2 separate regions of the Xenopus laevis genome follow, and region 2 is linked to region 1. Evidence: chromatin contacts called from public Hi-C data. All regions are on one chromosome and are shown on one strand. Each heading gives the region's core, a stretch centred on a gene start, on an enhancer-like site or on the middle of the called end of the contact. The rest is flanking DNA. Distances are from core to core; before and after follow the strand shown.

Region 1 (4,388 bases), core at 1,346-3,845:
GCTTTATGTGTAGTAGTAGGCACAAATCAGACCACACTCCAATGCTTGATGCAGTCAAAAAGTTTATTAAACAGAAAAACATCTCAAAAGAGCCTTACACTTTCTGTGCCTTGTGGGCACTTAGTCATAGCCTATGGCTAAGTGCCCACAAGGCACGAAACGCATAAGGCTCTTTTGAGATGTTTGAGTGCTTTCGTTCATGGATGTGGTGTGAAAACAATACACATTCCGCACAATGTTGTCTGATCACAATTCCAAATGGCAAGTGTTTGAATCAGTTAGATTATTATAATTATCCTGACCAAATGGCCAATTTGCTTCACACGTCAAAATATTTTTTTCACATAGACTACAGTGACGTGTCATTGTAACTTTTTTCATGGAAATCAGATCTAAAGGTGGCCATACACGGATAGATCCGCTCGTTTGGCGATGTCGCCAAACGAGCGGATCTCCCTCCGATATGCCCACCTTGAGGTGGGCAATATCGGGCTGATCCGATCGCGGGCCCTAGGGCCCAACGATCGGATCCTAGCGTTCGCCAAACGGGCGGTCGGATCGCGGGACCGCATCAACGAACAGATGCGGGCCGCGATCCGACAGGATTTTTAACCCCATCCGATCGAGATCTGGCCGACTTTCGGCCAGATCTCGATCGGGGAAGCCCGTCGGGGGCCCCCATACACGGGCCAATAAGCTGCCGACTTGGTCTGTCGGCAGCTTTTATCGGCCCGTGTATGGCCACCTTTAGACAAGACTGTATCTTGATGCAGAGTAAACACAAGAATGCCTGTCTTTGCTAATAAGGCAGCATACTGAGCATTCTATCTAAGAATGCCAGATATTTCTTATTATATAACTACTGTACACACAGTATGTCCTCTCTGCACTTGGATTTTAACCAAGCAAGTGTATCAGTATTCTGCTGTTTAATCTTATAACTACCCAGAGCTATTCTGCATGGTAAAAGTACCCCTAGCAAATTGAATCTTAATTGTAGGATATATATCAGTGACTGGCTTTGTGATCCTGCTTAGGATATTGTTAATATTCAGAACATTGATACATTTAATTAACCTAGCCCTCATAGCACATACATAACTGACATATTCAATCCAGAGCCGAATGAAAGCTCTTAGCCTGCTAGGCATACAAATGAACAGCAGGCAACTATTCCGCTGGGCAAATCTGGATTTCACCTCCATGACTTTCTGCACTGCACTTGACTCCACTACATTCAATCATATATTTTCATTTGTCAGAACACGCCCATACTCTCTCTCCCAATCATAATTTGTCTCCTGTGACTAGTCATTTATTATGAGTAGTTTATTGTTCATATATTTTTCATTGAATTGATAGCATAGTATTAGGGCATTAGCATGAAGATTTATTAGGGCTGAATTGCTAAATTACAGAGAAGTTGTCTATAGCAACTAATCGGTTCTTTGCTTTCATGAAGAAATAAAGCTCATCTGTCCCCAGCCTAAAGCTGGCCATAGACGCAATGATCCGATCGTACGAATCGTGTCACTAGCTTTGTCAGACATAACTATCGTACGATTGCTGTCAGAGGTAGTGCATTGGCTGATCTGTTCTTTTACTACTTTATTTGATCGGAATGGTAAGACTTTGATCTTTATGGTTAGTGGAGGGTCGGGAGATGGGAAAGTCCGATCGTACGTTGATTCGTACGATTGGATCTTTACGTCTATGACCAGCTTAAATGTGTCCATACACTCGCCAATCCTGTAGGGTATGACATTTATCAATCCAAGAGCCAAATTACAAATAAGAAGACACTATTTGCAGCTTGAATTGTATTGAATACACTCACAGCTACACTTTGTGCATATTCCATTCAAGTCAATAAGAGTCATGGGAGGCAGTGACTGGAACATTAGGTATTTCTTTTAATTTTGTGCCACTGCCTAATCATAGTAATAAGTATACATTTTTCTCCTACACAATGCAGTGTTCAAAAAGACTTAAGTGTTTATTAATTCCATCAGGCATTAAAAGTACTGCATCTGCCAAAAGGGTATGATTAAACTGTATGTATTCCCTGTATGTATTTCACATTTCCATTTGAATATACATTAAAAAGTGCATTATCTTTCACCATATAGGTAATAAAAGTAAAGGGAAGTATAGCAGGACCTTGCAATGCCATTTTCAATTTTTTTTTTCTGGATTCTTTTGTGGCAAAGAAGACTAGCATAGACATATCAAGCATCTTCACAGTTCTTTCCTTTTTGGCAGTGTAATGACATTTAGTTATTGTTCCCTAGAATGACTAATTGAAGGTCTTCTCTGAATATTACTGAACTTTTCTAATTTTCTTCTATTTTATTTTGCAGTGTCTGAATTAAATACACAACCCCTGTTGCAGCGTGGATAAACTTTAAGCCTGAAAAGCCACATGAATCCTACTTCAAGCTTTCCTCCTACATTCCTTTTACTTTCCTAGAGTGTTTCAAGTTTGAATAAGGTTTCAAGAACTCCCTGGTTTCAAACCAGGTACCTGTTGTATTCCTGCCACTGCTCCTCCCACTTGAGCCACAGGAGGCAATGTGGTGTGGCCTTACTCTTACTTACTCTGACAAAGTGCCTTTTGTTTTGCTGCCTCTGTGTCAATCTTCCCTGACACACACCCCCTATCCAGCTACAGGCAATTACTCATTAAATGGCTATTTAAGCCTGACTCCTGCTTGCTGGATCACTGGCCAACCTGCCTTATCCCAGCCTTGCGTCGTGTTGATCTTGTTCCTGAGTTGTGATACTGTTCCTGATCTGGTAACCCAGTTCCTATCCCTGTTCCCTCTGGTATCTGATCTCCGTGTTTTGACCTCCACCTGTTAACTGATTTTTGCCTGTCCTGACCTTAGGCCTGTGTTCTGATTTATGTTTGACTGCTGCCCAACCTTTCATGTCTACATGGAAATAATTAATTTGCACAATTATTTTAACAATTTAGTATCATTAGTAAGTAAGAGAGTAACACAGTAATTTAAATTCTCTAACCAGGAACAAATAGTAGATCACATCCACTGCCACCCCAGTGTCATGGTTTCTGCTAACCTCCTCAGAGAAGGCAATTCAATAAGTCTAGCAAGATCTATTGCACATAAAACAATGATGACAAACTCAAAGTATTGTATAGTATAGTATTTAAAATACAATCCAGTATCCCTTATTACAAACTCCAAAAGCTTTGCTACCACCAATGTCAAAGAAACTGGCCTATATAACTTGCAGGCAGAGTGTGCCATGGGGGCTTCTGTTGCATTTGTTCCTAACTCAACTTACAGAGCCCAGTTAAAAAGTGGCCATCCACAAGATCAAGCTCCACAGAAGTCCCTGGGTCTCTATTTATACTAATGTTCAGGTACAACAAAAGGTAAAGTTAAATGTGATAAAAAGCACAAAGTTTGCCCAGGTCTAGTAATCCATAGCAATCAATAAGATATTGGCTTTTAAATACCTAGCCAGTAAATGTTGGTTTCTATAGATGATTAGACCTGAAGCAAACTTTGCACCTTTAATTACATAAATCCCAAAGTATTGCCATTTTGATACATTTTGCTATAACCTATGTAGCCCTAGCAACTTTGTTGTTTAGCCCCTGGAAAATAAACCTTGGGCAAAATTGGACCACTACACTTGACAACCCAAACTTTGTAATAACAGAAGATATGAATCCTTTTTTGTTGCTTTAATCAACCACCAGTATGTCAGTATACACTAACTTTTCAATTCTTACCATTACACCTGAGCTTCCCACTTTCAAGATACCTGTTCCAGTGCCTCTCTTCCTCTGAAATATAATATTCTGACCTTGCTGATCCCTTTTATACATTGACATTTGGAGATATCTTACTTGTATGTCTTTCCTCCAAGTGTATAGATATCAATTTTGATCTCTGTATGTTTTTATGCAAGCAACATCTTAGTAACCTTCCCTGGAAATATGTTCTGTATATTAATATATTCCACAGATGCAAGACCCAGATCTTAATACAATTCTCTGTTGAATCAGACCGTAGACAGAGTCAATCATGATATCTCTATTTGCAGCCCTGAAGCCCATTAATGTACAGCCAGTGTGCTGGTGACTTTTATCATTATGCTTCAGTCTACTGCCTACTCATTTTAAGGTTCTCAAATGTCTAAGCTCCTTTATTTTATTTTTAGCATTGTCTGCAGTTATATATTTTTAATTTCTTAAATATATCCGTGAAAAAAAACATATATATATAACAGTGTTTCACAATTTGAATTCAATGTAATGTCGCACACAGTCCTCTAAAGCACATTACAAAAGCACTTTTGTAAGATAGGAAATAAAATAAAAAAAAAATTTCACATTGAATATTTTTTATACAGTG
Region 2 (4,388 bases), core at 1,246-3,745, 300 kb after region 1:
TGGGATCCACACTGAGATACCAGCCTGCCTCCTCCCTCACTGCAGAATCTACTGGCATTTAAACGCTTTTCCTCCAAAACAAATACAAAAGGCTGTATTCACTGCATAGCCAGAGTCACCAGTGAGCAGACACACGCAGACTACTGGCTACTCTCTCTGAATGAATAAAATACTCTGGCATTTTGGTCACATGGATTTTCTAGTAAAGTTCTCAAGGTCATAGGGTCACAATCTAACGTTACATGTGCCAAGAAAAAGCATGGACGGTAGACAAAAAAAAAAATGTTAAATGACAAATGAAAGAAAATTTCTGTTTGTCTCATACCAATTATATTGTAAATGAATCTTGAAAGGAAACTTCCATTTCTTTCAAGACAAAAAAGTGTATTGGGCTAATGAACAAAACTAACAAGAGAATCCATTCCTTAGCCAGGTAGAAGGCTCAAACTTATATAAAATATAGATATAGAGGAATCGAGTGTTTTGCACAGGATAACTTATAAACAAGGACTGATCCTATTTCATTGTTTGATAGATTTATACATGTTAGCAGTTATTAACTGTTAACTAATTATATATATATATATATATATATATATATATATATATATGGCCTGTGATGCCGAGATTCACTTTAAATTTGTACACGCACAAAAATCATCAATAAAAAAGGAGAGGGAATCCACTTAGCCCACATTGTCTGCTCTTTCTATTTAGCCTTTAAAACTGCAGACCTGTGACCTTTATTTCCAGCCTAGAAGAAATGTTGTTCATCTGCAAGGTAGTAAATCCATGGACTAGAACTAGTTGCCTATTACTCAGAGCTTGCATGCCACCTCATTGGTAATTCAGCCTCATACATCCCATATGGAAACAGAGCAGGGGGCTGAATTTTAATTACAGCAGAACAAACCAGTCCCAAAATAATATGCATCTGCAGCAGTGCAGTCCCAAGTCAGCCCCCTATACTCACCTGCCTGTCATTTTCCAGCAGAGCAGCAGTCATTCATTGCACTATACCCCTGCTTCCCCTTAACCCCCACCTTTCAAATACACAGTAATTGCCTGAAGAGCAGGGAGTTGCATCATGATTACCAAGATCTCAGCTAAAAAGCCAGCAATGTCCCTTCTCATTCACACACACACACATGCAATGTAAAGGGGAGGAACTGCTTAATGCCTTATTGTAGGCAACTTTTTCAAGACTTGCCAGATACCCTTGCAAGATACATTTACTATAATGAGACCAATCCTTCTCTTTAATTTATTTGAAACAGGGGGCGAAATAAAGATGGCTGTCACAGAGCAAGGTATTGTACATTTCCAATAATTAAAAGTATGTATTTTATAATCTAGCAGCCCCCATACTAATCAGAAACATTGATCTGCTCTAATGCATTAAAGACTTTTCTGTCACCAGAGGATCTACGAGACTGCACTGCCTGATTCTTCCACTCTCTCCCTCTCTCTCCAGATATCAAATGGGTGCATTATTCCACAAGCACCAACATTTACTATTCATTAGTCCAGGAAAGCAAAGCCCGCAGCTCTCCAGCTGTTGCTCCCTTGCAACATTGGAAAGTAGCTGGCTAGCTAAGGATAATGGGAGTTGTAATTTAGCGCCATGATATCGTTTTCACCTGCCTGACTAGGATTCCTGTAGAGGCAAATGGTTAAAATGACTGTACTGGTATGCTCACAACCTTACAAAGTCACTTATTGCAAATTGATTACAGTCTGGAGGGGGGATGCCTTGGTGGCACCAGAAACTGCAACCTATGAAATAACTTTTGACAGGTACATTAAATGAACAAAGATTTAATGTGGAGATGCAGTAAAACATTACTCCCCAGCCCAAATATATCCTATAAAGGACCCTCAATTATCCCAATAGACATTCTTACAAAATATATAGACAAACCTCATTGCAATGCTTCCCTTCGACTTATACGTGTTCCCACCTGTTTTTAGTGTCTCTTCTGCAAACATCTATAGAAGGCGGTGATGTCGGAGAAAGGGGCACAGTCCATGCCTTCCCTTTCTTTCTCTTCCATGCTTCATTCTGCTGCTGGTGTCATGTCCCAGACACTGCCTCCCAAATGCAGCACAAAGCACATCTGGGGGTGATGCAGAAAGGAGATACTAAGAATAAGGCAGTCACTGTCTTGCTTTAGAAATATCCAGGATCCAGCACAAAAGAGGCAGAGGGCGAGAGACAGAGGCTGAGGGAATAGGTAGCCGTGTAGAGAAGGATAGAGAGGAAGGGAGGGAGTGATAGAGAAAAGGGGGGCTATGGAGAAGACAGAGGCATGGGAAAAGGAGGGAGTATATAGGAGGGATAGAAGGAGGGGTAAAGACTAGCCAGAGAGTGATGGAAATAAGAAAGAGGGAAGAAAAAGAGAGACAATAAATGAGAGATTAAGGAAATGTGTTCAGGAAAAGAATAGAGCTGGAAAGAAACGGAGAGACAATGATAAGTAGAGAGAAAATGAGCCAGGGAGGGAGGTGCACTGATTGACAGGAGGAACAGAATGCAAATTTTAGTGGAGAATGAATGAGTTGGGAGGGAGCACACAAAGCAGGAGATGTAAGGAAAAAGAAACAAACAAGAAGTAAAAGTCTAAAGAAAGTAGAACAGCTCTGTCCCTTGAGTTTGATGTATACTTTCTCTGCAGTTGAAAAGAAATGATTTGTGATCCTCTCTTTCCTCTTCTGCTGGGGTTAAGAGCAGATTCTATTGAAAGTACCAATGGCAGGAATGATAAATAGTCCCTACAAGAATGCACTCATATGTTACTGCACTTTCATATGTTTATTCAATATTTCACTTAATATGAAAAAGCCTCCCAATCCTGAGAGCTGGTGTCTAAACTATGGGCTTCTAGATGTTTGAAAACCAGATTGGGGAAAATGTAGTGACTGCGGGTGGTGGTAGTTTGGGGAGGGAACAGCCAAGTATTTATATTTAGAAAAACTGTACAACACATCTCCTGCTACAGTCTGGCAGATTTTAGTCTGCCAGAGAATGCTAAGAAATGAAGTTCAACTACAGCTAGAGGATTCACACTGGACAGGAAACAAGCAGTGTTTTTCTATGCACAGAAAGGCATGAGTTAGCCCATAGATTAAGTTCTCTGCGTAAGTCCTGGTGCTCTTAGTATCCCACTTCTGTATCAAGACTTGAAGCATCTAGTCTATGTTTGAAACATTGCTTGCAGGCACTGTGTCTGTTTTGTGGCACATTCTACTGTATTAATTCAAGTCAAGTCAATTGGATTTTATTGTCATTTCAGCCATATACAGTAAATAAAGTACATAGTAGAAACGAAATGACGTTCCTCCAGAACCCCCCGGTGCTATACAACAACTCTAGTACACGGTCATGCTGGGCAAAGTGGACATTTCAGTTCCTTATCCCAATTCCTAATTACAATGTATACAGAGTTTCTTACTTTCACATTTGCATTAAAGGGTACAGTGTCTGATAGCAAGGAACAGTGACCCTCACCCCAATTAAACTTAATAATATATTGGTTGTACAGCAGTGGTACTGCCATTGCTGATTCTATACCTTCTCTTTTCTACAGTTTGCCTCTCACTCTCAGTCCATGATCTCATCCTCTGGCATTAAACTGCACTATGATAGGACAGAGCCCGGGGAGAGGGGAAATCATGTTCAAATTTATAACACATAATTCACTCTGTCCATAGCAATGACAGACACAAGAGCGCATGGTCCGTACTTGCCTGTTCCACTAATATGAAGCCTGGAACACCTGTGCAAAAAACAGGTTAATTGTAGTCTTAGTCAATATATCTCGGGAAAAAAACAGGGACAGGGGGCAAGAATTGTAATGTCTAGGCTAAAGAAAAGACCTCCTAGGTCAACCCCAGAGGGTCAGCCACCCAAACATTCAGGATACAAACAGTTCAATTAGCCAACTGGTAAGGTAGTGAGCCAGATTGGGCTGATCTGATTATTTGGCATCCAACAATCAGATCACTATTGGAGGTTATGCAGACCCACTGGGAGTTGATCTAACCCATGGCCAGATGCTGTCTTTAGAGACACCAACCCATAACTGAAAGGATCCTAATGTATAAGGCCCTTTCAGTCCAAGCCCCACCTATCTGACCCCCCCCCCATGCCCCCTGCTTCAAAGAATTCCAGGTGCAACTTCAATGCTTTTCAGTGAAAAACAATTAGGGTGCAAATTACTGACATAGGGTGAGTACTTTGTAACTGCAGGTGACCAGATGAGGGGATTAATTCAGGGTTATTTCCAAGAATTCAAGTTCAAAATTTGTGTCCTTACCCAATGAGATTTTTAGACATTAAATATCAGCTGTTCCCTAATTATCTATATTCAATATTTAGCCATTTGAGC

Evidence for each region. Hi-C and Micro-C count contacts between places; a contact is called where the count stands out from the background.
Region 2: a contact with region 1 is called in a Hi-C map of the XTC cell line, with 3 times the contacts expected there. The contact joins the promoter of grik4.L here to the enhancer-like site in region 1. A contact is called at or near these places in 2 of 4 Hi-C or Micro-C datasets (the XL177 cell line and the XTC cell line).

The regions. Positions count from the first base shown.
Region 1 is chr7L:80,158,011-80,162,398 of Xenopus_laevis_v10.1, forward strand. All of the region lies in intron 12 of grik4.L (glutamate receptor ionotropic, kainate 4), which reads right to left. Among protein-coding and RNA genes, the nearest start is that of tlcd5.L, 64 kb to the left of the region's middle. Within about 2 kb of position 2,596, at least 1 of the 7 cell types and tissues checked has an H3K27ac peak or open chromatin away from gene starts, as enhancers often do.
Region 2 is chr7L:80,461,518-80,465,905 of Xenopus_laevis_v10.1, forward strand. grik4.L (glutamate receptor ionotropic, kainate 4) reads right to left here and starts at 2,496. Exons shown (of 20, transcript XM_041569223.1): 1 at 1,962-2,496.